Linked DNA regions of Mus musculus: region 2 is linked to region 1. Evidence: chromatin contacts called from public Hi-C data. All regions are on one chromosome and are shown on one strand. Each heading gives the region's core, a stretch centred on a gene start, on an enhancer-like site or on the middle of the called end of the contact. The rest is flanking DNA. Distances are from core to core; before and after follow the strand shown. Region 1 overlaps Grik2 (glutamate receptor, ionotropic, kainate 2 (beta 2)). Region 2 has its middle 6.0 kb from the start of Gm35632.

Region 1 (5,816 bases), core at 802-3,301:
AAGGTTTTAGGGAATCAACAAGTGATCACCTCCAGTCATCTAGAGCCAAGATGTCACCCAAGCCACTAATTTTCCAATGTCATGCAAAGCATTCCCAAATAATCACATTAAAAATTGCCAGGAAAAAAAAACAGTTATAAAAAGAGAATTATTCTCTTCTTTTAAATTTCATTCTGAGTGGTTTTTTGGATAATGTATCAAGCACAACTTTCAGCATCTTGTGGCAGCAAGAATTTTGAGATCACACACATCAGATAAAGCTGTCCATTTTTGAACGCAGGGTAGTATCACGCGATGAGACATATGTGTTCAAGCCCAAGATTTTCAATACCATTCAAAACAAGGGGAATGCAGAAATAACAGCAAAATTCCCATGATCATAAAACTTACATGATTCTATCTCACTTTCAAAATAAATATAGCAGTCTTAAACTTCTATAATTAGGAAAGTAATATAGACATATATCCAAGGTATTCAACCACCCAGTGACAATATATGGTTTTGAAGAAACTATATCCACAGCAGGCTTGCACATAATTTTATAAATACATATACAAAATTATATATATATATATATATATATATATATATATATATATATATATATATATATAAAATAGTGACTATGCAGAAGCTAGTAACTATTAAAAAGGTAAAACTGGGGAAAATAATATTTAATTTTCCACTATAATAGTACTTTTACATTCCACATTCAGATAGCTGGTATAATTGAAGACAGCTTGGAACCCCTGAGGATATCCAAACTGTCACAATTGAAGAAAAGATTTAAGTATCCTGCAGTGTAAGACCTACTAAATGACATTACAAAGCTGATTCAAAATATCATCTTTGTTGGATTCTCAATATCCAATCTATGAACAATAGGCATAATTAAATACAGAAAGCTGTAAATTAAGCAAGCAAAATGATAGAGCAAATCATTTCACGTTCGCACCTGTGAAGTACAGTATACCGTTATTATTTCTCAAAGAACACAGAACAGGCTTCTGCATGGACAATTATCAAAAGGGTTCAGAGCAGCAGCAGCAGCTATAATGGACAATAGATTTCTTTTCAAAGACTAAAAAGATATCAATGAATGTAATTTTCAAGTCAAAGTGAGAATATACAGCTGCTGCCAAGGATTCTTTTTCATGTAGTTCAATGTTTCTGATTAAAATAAAAACTCAGGTCTCCTATTCTCAAGCCAGTAGTAACTAGACAACACACAGACAGCACGTGCACATGTGCACACACACACACACACACACACACACAAACTTGTGTATGTGTGCGCACACATACACAATGCAAGCTATAATTTTCTATGTCTAGGCAAAAGAGCTTTTTATGCATTTTTCTGTTCATGAGTACAGAAAATGTTTTGTGCAATAAAGTACCTGGCCGAAAGAAGACTATACGAAAGAAAGTGGTGTCTTGGTTAAAATGTAGTTTCTGGATATAGTGGAATTACTGCAAGACCTAATTGGCTACATTTTTGTGGTCTTAGGTAAGTTAATAATTTTCAATTTCTTTTCTCTTTTCTTTGGAATCTAAGGGTAATTATAGTTTCCCATAAAACTGGTCGAATAAGAAAAACTTAAAAGTAAGAATCTATATAAATTTCTGAAACACTGATGCATGGGAACCACTCAGCAAGTGCTATCTTTTATCTTTTGGTTTTAAATATATATTTGCAAATGTTACATATATATGTAACCAAGAACAAGATTTTAAATAGATGTCATTATCTTGGCACTTATATGGTTCAAAATCAAAATAGTAGAGATAGATGTCCCATCCATAAAATGGTTCACTATAATTTAAAAGAAAAGTGTTGCTTCACTGAAATCAGATGAAAATCCAACAAAAAATATTTTCTAATGTGTATTGGGAAAACCTTGGCAAGGTGAGCAAGGTCATTGCCAGCAGAGAGACAGTGTCACCTCCGGTTTGGATTAAACTGAAAGAGCCAAGGGAAAGATCTGCCAATGAGCCCACCATGAAGGAACATAAAACCACCTGCAATATCCATTCTAGCATCTGTCTCTGTGAAGTGCCAAGCCTCCTCCCCCACACCACCCAGCTGGACTCTTCCACACAGAGCAGTTCTACAGGCCATCATTTTTGTAATTCATTGTAGCTGGGCCTCTTACATTTGATTGTCCTAGAGGTATTCTGTGAATCCAGACACAGGAACTCACTCTCCTTTCATGCCACAATGGAAGCTGTACGTGCTTGTGCCTCTAATTCAATGCCTGCCAAAATGACAGACCAATCCATGGATTCAATCATTGAACCCATTTAGTATCCCCCAAATCTATCCTCAAAGCTGCCCTAAAGAAAATGATGGACATTAGGTTTGTCATCCACTCATTGGCCATTTTCAAATATGGATCAAATTAGAGAAGGAACAATGTACTATGTTTGAGGAAACAATGCAGCTACAAGGGTTTTGTTGAGACAATGAGGTCATGATGAACTCAGAGGAATCATGACATTTCTTAATTTCCATGTCTATGTCAGAATAATGATGTTACACACTTTATATGGCTTTTAGAAAGAGTAACTGATATAGTAAGTGTGGAGTGTTTACATAAGTTTCTCAAAGTCCTAAATATACTATAACTGTTAATAAAATCATAATCAAGGATATGACTAAGTAGACTATGGTAATAGCTATGTTGAAAGCAATAGACCACCCAGGTGCCACCATGTTGCAACTAACATATGTTTGTAATTTAGAGAAGGATCATTAAAAAATTTCTCTGCTTTCACTGGTATTACACCTCATATAAAAAAAAGAGTCAAATGCAATAATGTACATAAAAGGAATCCACTTCAGAATGAAACATGAGATAAAGTAGCTAAAATTAATGAGAGTTACAGGAAAATAGAAAAGGCAGAATGTGAAAGGTCCTAAAACTACATATGTATTAACTAGCTTAATTTAGGAAGTAATAAAATAGTGTAAATATTCATACACACCAATGCTGCAATCATTGCGTGTAGGTCACTTGTATTTTTGAACAAAGTATGAAAATGTCAAAGGGAACTCGTTATTGTACAATTGTCTTGACAATAAAAATAACAAATATATATATATGTATATATATATACATATATATACATATACAAACTTGTATATATATATATATATATGTATATATATATATATATATAATTTAGATCATACAGAACTCCAACAATTCTGTATGTTAAGATCTCTTGTTCTGTCTTAAAACTAGAATACGGAATTATTAAGAAATACTTTGCTGAAAATCTCATGCTGTAAAGTGACTTTTTATTAGCAAAGGAAAGAAAATGGAAAATGACAAAGTAATTTCACATCTTGAATTTGTTTCCAGTCTTCCCTTTAATCTTCCTTACTGTAGTGCCTTCCAAATATAAAATAGAAGACATCCATAATAACTTTAAACTTAAAAGACAAAGTAGAGATAAAGTATGGAATATGTTCACAGAACCAGCATCGGGACACCAGGTTAATCACTCTGCAATGCTACTGTGCAATGCTTAAGTGAAAAGATTCTGATCTGTGAAAGAAACATTTATCACTCTGGCTGAAATCACTTTTAGGAGAACTGTAATAGTCATATTCTTTCAGCACTAAATATGTAAACTCTAGAAAACTGTTTTCCATGTTTATTGTTTTCACATTTCAATATTACACTGGGCTTTTTTATATTAATGACAACAATCATGAAATTTTATGCAGCATAGTTTTTTTTTGTTGTTGTTCTTGTTTGTTTTGTTGTTTTTGGGGGGTTGTTTGTTTGTTTGTTTTTGTTTGTTTGTTTGTTTTGGTTTTTGGTTTTTCGAGACAGGGTTTCTCTGTACAGCCCTGGCTGTCCTGGAACTTACTTTGTAAACCAGGCTGGCCTTGAACTCAGAAATCCGCCTGCCTCTGCCTCTGCCTCCCAAGTGCTGGGATTAAAGGTGTATGCCACCACGCCCTGCTTTTATACAGCAGAGTTAACAGTTGAGTAAAGACTTTATTTGACTTTGTGGAGTGGGGGAGATGGGTATGGTACTTGGTAAAGAGGAACAGGAGCAACAGAAAGATTTGTCCAGGGAATGTACTAAGTACTATATGGTAGGGAAAATAAGAAAAATAAGTAGATTGAATAGAAATAAGACAGGAAAATAAAATGAAAGAATAAAAATACAATTTGTGATAATGCCAATTATATAATTAATCTAAGAGCTTTATGTTTATCCAAAGAGTTTTTAGGAAATTGCTGTCGTTAGGAATGGAGCTTCCAACCTGGATTATGTAGCCATTCTCCTAGTATGTCAACATTGAAAAGATTCACTCAGTTGAGGCCCGCCTGTTCATGGTAAAAGGTGTCATCCATATCTGCACCATATTTGTTTACTACTTTGCTAATGATATATTTCTCATATTCTCAAAAATCAAGTTGTATCCATTGAAAGAACATAAATTCACTTTTCTGTTTTACTATTGTACAATGTTACATGTTCTCAGACATTTCTCAGGTTGGTGCAGCCCTGTGCTATACATGACTCAGAATAAACACAGTAGAGCCTGGTTAGATTTTATTAAGAGTGTAAGAACATTTTTCTTTTATTTCAACAAGTCTATCACAAAGAATAATGTATAAATTAAAGTATAAAATGAGAATCTAGAGATACATTCCTGGAGAAAAAGCCATTTGGGTACTATTCAAGTGAATAGGTTGCATGTGGCCCCAGTCTCAGAGTTTTAGTTGCTTTTAGAAAAGAAAAATAACAGAAACCAGTTTTTGGTTTTCTCATTTGAAATAAACACTATGGAGACAGTGCATGATATTTCCTGTACAAACATCAAGTTGAAGTTCATAGAGGCACTTACCCTCTGAAGGAAATCATTTACAGGCAGGAAATCATTTGACCCTCTGTGGGTTTCTCCTCAGCAACTCACATATATAATGCTAGAGAAATATTAAGAAAATACAAGCATAATCTAAAATTAAAAGCAATTTGGGGTGTCTTAAAAGGCTTGAAAGATGGGAAACATGAAATCAAAAACGAGTAAGCATGCTAGAGATAAAAATGTAGTCTGTTGAAATACACTACACAGGAAAACAGAAAGCTTGTGAGGCTGTGCTCTAGCATTATGACTCTCCTGGAAGATGCTTCTCTATATTTATCTTCTGAGCACAACTCAACTAGGGATTTTAAGAAATCTACAGATATTAATAATAAATGGTGCAAGGTTTGAATTTCAACTTTATAAATACCTGATAGTTTGGGCTTGGGAGAGTTAATTTATTTTTCTAAATCGATTTCCCTAAATGTTTGACAAAATGAGTGTTGCCTGTATCTAAGAGTTATAGTGAAGATCACTGGAAAAAAATACAGAAGACTACTGAGGAGATTAACAAAGAAGAGGGCTTCAACTTGAAAACAAAACTTGCGTCAGGCATTAAAGAAGTAATATAATAATTCAATCTAATATAAATGCATAATTGAGAGGAGAGGACTGGTGATAATCATTCTGCTGGTGACTTTCTCAACCTAATAGGTCTGATAGAAGCAAAAACGGGAGTCCTGAATAATCACAGACCAGTTTTCATTCTCTGGAATACAAATAAATCTCAAGAGGATTTGATGATCCAAGAAGAAAGAATTTTCTGCTATGTTTTTAATGATGACATGGAATAAGAATACTGGGAAATTCTATCTGTATCATAAAATATCTTATCCAATGACTAACCAATCCAAACTCTATTAATTTTTAAGTAACTTTTCAATATTGACAAATTCTGTGACTCTGTTCTCCTAAATAATCATT
Region 2 (6,239 bases), core at 3,583-6,082, 560 kb after region 1:
TGAAGTATATATAATATGTACTAAATATAATGTATTTGTCTTCTTGTTTTGCAAACTTTGTCAGATACAGGCATATAACAAGTTTATAAAATTATACTTTTTCTTATTAAGAAAATTTGGTATGAAAATGAATGTCTTTCTTTGAACTGAATTTTTCCTTTTTTTAAACAAATAGATCAAGAAAGCTGTGCAGTGAGAACCATAATTTTTCCTGACCTATTCTAAACACTTACAATAGAATTTAAGTTAAAATAAATGAAGTGACTCATTCCTGTAATGAGGCAAAAGCATCAGATTCAGACTCAAGGAGAAAAGTTATAGCTTCCAGGTCAAAAGTGGAAAAAAAAAAAAAAAAAAAAACACAAGTCTACTAGCTACACATAACTTTCCTGCTCCATCCTACCAACATGCCTTCTTCAGAGCTTGGAATATGATCAGATATGCAACACTGTTAGAAAGTCGCATTTTTATTCACCACCAAAAAGCTGTGCAAATCCCAATGAAAAATTCTTATTCTAAGAGGAATTTGCTCAATCGTAGCCTCAACAGACCTTTGTTCTTGGTCATGATTTTAAGAATCTACCCCAATCTCTATCATACTCAGTTAGCTACAAGGACATAACTTTAAAGTCTCTGCCAAGGATTCCTGAACTTCTGATAGAACACTCTAGTGATCTCTGTGAGAGGTTCATTGTAGGTATGGAAAAATCATTTTGATGGTCTTCTGAGAACCTCAAAGTCCTAGGTAAGGAAGAGATATCCAAAATTGGAATATGACCTCTGCTCTCAAATAAAACCTTGTAAGTGGGGCTGGAGAGATGGCTCAGAGGTTAAGAGCACTGACTGCTCTTCCAGAAATCCTGAGTTCAATTCCCAGCAACCACATGATGGCTCACAACGACCTGTAATGGGATCCAGTGCCCTCTTCTGATCTGTCTGAAGACAGTAACAATGTACTCACATACATTAAATAAATAAATAAATAAATAAATAAATAAATCTTAAAAAAAAAAAATGGTAAGCAATAACATGATTTTACTCCAAGGACATTAAAGAAGGTAGTCTGTGTGAAGGCTTCAGTGCCATACAGAGGGTCAGTATAGACACAGAGACCAAGGTCAGGTACAAGTATACCCTTGTTCTTCATCCTCAATTTTTTTAATTGTACAGTGGAGCTTATAGTACTTACCTTGTGGTATAATTCAAAGATTAAGTTGGATAAAGTAGAAAACATGTTTGCTGTTCTAGAGAGGTGGCTTAGTGTATTAGAGGGCTTGGTATCCAAGCATGTGGTCATAACACTTTAGGACCAGGTAAAAAACCCAGGCACAGTTCTGTGTGCTCATAACTGAGTACTGAGATCCAAAAATGTAGGCTCCAAGAGCTTGCTGACCAGCCACTGTAGCAGAAATAATGGGTTTTTGGTTCAATGAAAGGCCTCATCTCTCCAGAAAAGGACAGAGAGATTGGAGGAGGGCATCCTATACTTGACCCCACATGTGCATATGCAGGGATATATGCACTTGCATATTTACATTAATACACAACACACACATATATCACATACCACACTGATAACAGAGAGAGAGAGAGAGAGATGGAGTTGGGAGGAAAAAAGGAGGGGTGGCAGGTGGGGGAGAGAAGAGAAGAAAGAAGACTGATTTATTCCATACTCAACCTTTGAGAAATGGTCAAATAGGAAGCCAGTGTGATATCAAGAAACAATAAACAGCTGGTACATGCTAGAAACATAACACACATAACACTTATTCTCTTTCAAATGGGAACTTTTTCCTCTAAAATATACACAGCAAAGAATTTTACTGAAATTTCAACTTATTTTTTCTATGTATTAATTCTATATTTGTTCTAACAAGGAAAGAGTATCTGCTCCTCTTTTCAAAGGTCTAATGGAAGTTGTCTCTTCTGCTTATTTGGTACCATACTTATACACTTCAGAAATATATCTGAAATTGTCACATAAATGTTGAGGGAAAGAGAACTAAGGAACATTGAATGATACAAACACTTTATTTCCTATAGTCATAATTTTCATAGATTTTGCAGGTGAATAGGGGGCATAAATAATTGTTGAGTAACGTCTCACTGCATCAAGACTATAATGAGTAGTCCCTGCTAAGACAAGATTAATGATTGGTTGCTTTAAGTAGATTTAAATAAATAGTTCTATTGCAGTTCCTTGATGCTTTATTCTGACAGTTGCAATTTCCATAACATTTAACACTGTTAATTTTATTTTGGCTACATTTTTAATAATGACATTTTTCATTTTTAATGGATCTAATTTGACTATCCTCCTATCACAGGAACATAAAATTCCTGCATAATAAAAGTAAGCATGCTACATTAAAGAAGATTTCAAACAGTCCCTTGGATGTCCTCTGATCTCTGCTTTGAAAGCTAGGGGTAAACACTATAATTACTGCATGAATTAAAACTTTGTCCCATCATTTTCAGAATGATATAATAGGTTGGCAGTGTACATTTCAGAATATGGTGTCACAAATGCATAATCTCTGAGTGGAATAATAAAATTCAAAACCACAACCTTCCTTTGGGGTTGGGGCAGGGAGAAGAGCTGATTTGAATGTGCTCCATTAAACAAACAAACAAACAAACAAACAAGCTGATTACTCCAAGCATACTGAAAATCAGACATAGCCAGAAGGAAAGTGTAAAAGGCTTTCTGATGACTTGGGTTGCAGACTATTCCCACAAAGCCTATCAGACATAAATGAAATAAATGGGAGAAAGATGCTAACCAGTCTTTGTTCCAATAACTGCAGAATAACATATTGGAATTCTCAACACAAAGCCAAATGGCTGGCAAGATCATCCGTATGCAAATAGAGAGGAAGTGACCCCCTCCCCTGCCCTCAAGCTATTCTGAGATCATTGATGTAGTTTCTTTCAATAACCAAATTGCCTTTTCAAGATACCTTAAATTTTTCTTATGAATATTTTATGCCTAAATATTCTGCTCTCTCAGTTTCCATGTTTGTAGCTTCTTCATTGTGTAATATCTGAAACTCCCTATGTGGTAAAAGGCAAGGTCATCTCTGAATATCTAAAGGATTCAGAGCAACCTCTTGCTATCACCTACAGGTTGGGCAGGTGACTAAAGCTTGGCTAATCTGATGATTCTGCCAGGCATTTGGAATTGCACACAAGTGACAAAAAGAAATAAAGACAGCTTGGGGTGCATTCCACGAAGCATCTACAAAGGTGGGGGTGGTGCTAGTGTGGCACAGTAGCAGTGGGTCCTTTCTAGGCTGTTCCTTTGTTGTGACCTTCACTATGTTCCTTGTTGCCTGCATTCCTGTCAGTTTGCTCAATCTCTAGGCCTCTCAACTAACCAGAGAGCTTCCTGATATATTGACAGCACAGCCCTCTTGCTGAAGTTAAGGTGAATCTCCCTCTGACACTTGCAGCAAAGCCCTGAATGATGCCTGGAGAATTCCCTACTGTAAGGGGCTACCAGTGATAACCAGCACGTTATTGTTCTGTGTCCTAAAATAATATTTGACAGGAATATATTAGCTACTCATAGTGTTTATTTGTATGTCAAAAGCCTTCATGGTTTTTAAGCATTGGACAGTTAGATCAGGATAAAAGAAAACATCAAAGATTTTTATCCTGGTCAGGCTATAATATATAATATTTTATAAACACTCAGTAAAAACTAAGAAAATGGATTTTTTTGGTAAATGATAAGATTTCTTCATAAAAAATAAACACTGAGAAAAACATTCCACATGTCCACTTCCACGTAAGTTGGGAAAAACTGTATCTAACCAGTGAAAGATTTTAGGAGCCACCAAAGCATGATTCCTGAGCCCAAGGCTCTGGATTCCAGTTCAGACTGTCTATGGAACAGCAAGGTTGTAAACCATCCTCCCTCGGCCCTATGGCATGTGTGTGCAGCTGGCGTTTGGTTACAGGGGTAATGGGAGAATCAGCTGAAGTCAGTGTGTGAGCACACTAATACAGTAAGGTGTGTGAACGACAGGCCCATCTGCCACTCAGCCCCACATAAGTGGTGTGTGCTGTACCTTTTTATACCTTCTTCCCACCCTCTTTTTCTTAAGCTTTCACATGAAGGTTTATTGGGAAGCTCAGCACAGCTGTTAGTATCCACCCCCACCCCCTCTCCTGGTCCCTTAAGGATTTCTTTAAAGGTAACTATGAGGTCCTGTGCCTCAGGCCCCAGGGGAGTCCATATGTTGTGCTACTGACATTGTCGCTTTCTTTTCTTTGTCACCTCTAATGAGAGTAAAGCAACCCTCACCTCCTCACCTTTGTCCTCTGAATAGCAGTAAGTGTGCTGCAGCGTGAAAAAGGACTTTGGTTGATAGAGTTAGCTGTTAGGGAAATGCTCTTAGGTCCTTTTCTGCCCTTTTAATATCTGGTCCCTTCCTCTTCTACTACCTATTTCCTCTCTATCATAACTAACTGGTTTAAAAAAAAATCCAACTGGAACTTCAAGCCTTGGACTGTTGAAGAAATGATCTCAGAGCTTTCCCCCGGTGACCTTGCCCGATTCATCACCATCTTCCCTCAGCTCACTGCTCCTTCTTTCTAACAGATGGCCTAACTCTTCATTCGGGTCCCTGCTTGCTTTCAGGGAACATTCTGGGCAATCTGTTTAAAAGACGAACCAAATCACTTTACCATTCCTTAAAAACTCACAGTCATTCACCTCTGCACTCAGAAAAAAAGAAAAATCTAAGCCCTGATCCTGTGACACATAAGATTCCTACATGTGTAGATCCAAATCCTCACCTGTCATCACTTCCAGCCTTCTGTCCTCTCCCATGCGAGCTGCCCTGTTCAGCCTTTGTTCCCTTCTGTGAATAAGCCCTCTGAAGTAGGACCTGTGGGTCAAGTTTCTCTCTGTACAAATAGTCTTTGTCCTCCCGTCTACTCTGTTATCTCCTACCAGCCTAGCACAGACCTACATGTACCCAAGAATTCACCATCCTTTCCTTCTGGTTCAGTCTCTACTGCACTATAAGGAGACAAAGTCGTCTCCTATTTATTTTGGCCTCTTTTATCTCACAACAGTCCACAAGGAGAACCAGCTCGCCTTTGTTTAACATGGTGTCCCTAGCACTGTAAGTAGTGCTTGAGACATGTCAGCTATGCAATAAATATTTCTACTGAATAGTTTAGTGAACGTATTCTGTGAAATTTAAATGAAAATTAGCAATATTGCCTATTTCAATCTCCCTTTCTCTGAAAACTCTTCTTGACTGAAGAGGTTTCTGTCGGGAAAAAAGAAACAATAGCTTCCTGGCTATCAGTGACTTCAGGTTCTTATAGTAAAAGGGACTTCAACATTTGCCCCATTACCAGTTGCCCAAATAACTACCAACACTCTCTTTTGCTGGCAGAATCCCTCATCTGTTTTAGATGAAGAAAACATTCATGGTTGTGCCACTAGAACAGACCGTAAAGACACTGCATACATTCTTAGACAATAGCTTACCACACATCAAGGTGATGAACATATCTGTATAATTTCACACCATTTTTCCCACTCCCCGAAACAGAGGGTCAGGAAGCCCTTTATTAACCAAGTTTGAATTTAGGAATGCAATGCCATATTTTTACAGTAGGAAGAAATGGTTCTTTTTTGGTTTTGGTTTTTTGTTTGTTTGTTTGTTTGTTTTTTGCATAGAATTCCAGTTTGAGTTCATGCACAGCCTTTTAATTCCCTAATGCAGAAAGGGAAAAAGGAAAGAAAAAAAAAAAACTAAATAATCAGCTTCTTAGAATATATACATAAGAAGCTCTGTTTAACCCTAAGCTATTTAACACTTCAGTGGTTTTATAAGCACCAGAGTCTCATTAAACCTTATGTGTGTGTCTTTGTGTGGGTAAGGCAAAGAGTGGCCTCAGGGTGATGACTGCCACACTGAACAATCACACTGACTAAGCTTAGGACTGAAATTAGGAGGCAAGCAACAGTGACATCTAGTGTGAGTAAGAAATGCTAAGATGGATAAACTCCAGTTCCTCCCAAAACAAAGGAAAAGCTACTGGAGAGATGAACACAGGTTAGCCTTACAAAAGTGATGCTGGTTGCAGAGGTAAAAGCAGAAGCAGCTACAACTGTCACTCCAGAGAGCCTACTCAAAGGCCTTTGCCTCCAAATGCTCTTTCAATTATACATTATTTCGGACTGTATCATCTTTCTACCTGGTTCTATAACTCAT

What was found. Hi-C and Micro-C count contacts between places; a contact is called where the count stands out from the background.
Region 2: a Hi-C map of cerebellar granule neurons shows a contact between it and region 1, with 2.7 times the contacts expected there. The contact joins two enhancer-like sites. A contact is called at or near these places in 2 of 484 Hi-C or Micro-C datasets (cerebellar granule neurons and cerebellum).

Annotation. Positions count from the first base shown.
Region 1 is chr10:49,638,055-49,643,870 of GRCm38.p6, forward strand. The region is part of intron 2 of Grik2 (glutamate receptor, ionotropic, kainate 2 (beta 2)); the gene reads right to left. Among named protein-coding and RNA genes, the nearest start is that of Grik2, 150 kb to the right of the region's middle. Within about 2 kb of position 2,052, at least 7 of the 459 cell types and tissues checked have an H3K27ac peak or open chromatin away from gene starts, as enhancers often do. A contact at or near this core is called in cerebellar granule neurons, where this site is marked.
Region 2 is chr10:50,194,104-50,200,342 of GRCm38.p6, forward strand. No RefSeq gene overlaps it. Among named protein-coding and RNA genes, the nearest start is that of Gm35632, 6.0 kb to the right of the region's middle. Within about 2 kb of position 4,833, at least 8 of the 459 cell types and tissues checked have an H3K27ac peak or open chromatin away from gene starts, as enhancers often do. A contact at or near this core is called in cerebellar granule neurons, where this site is marked.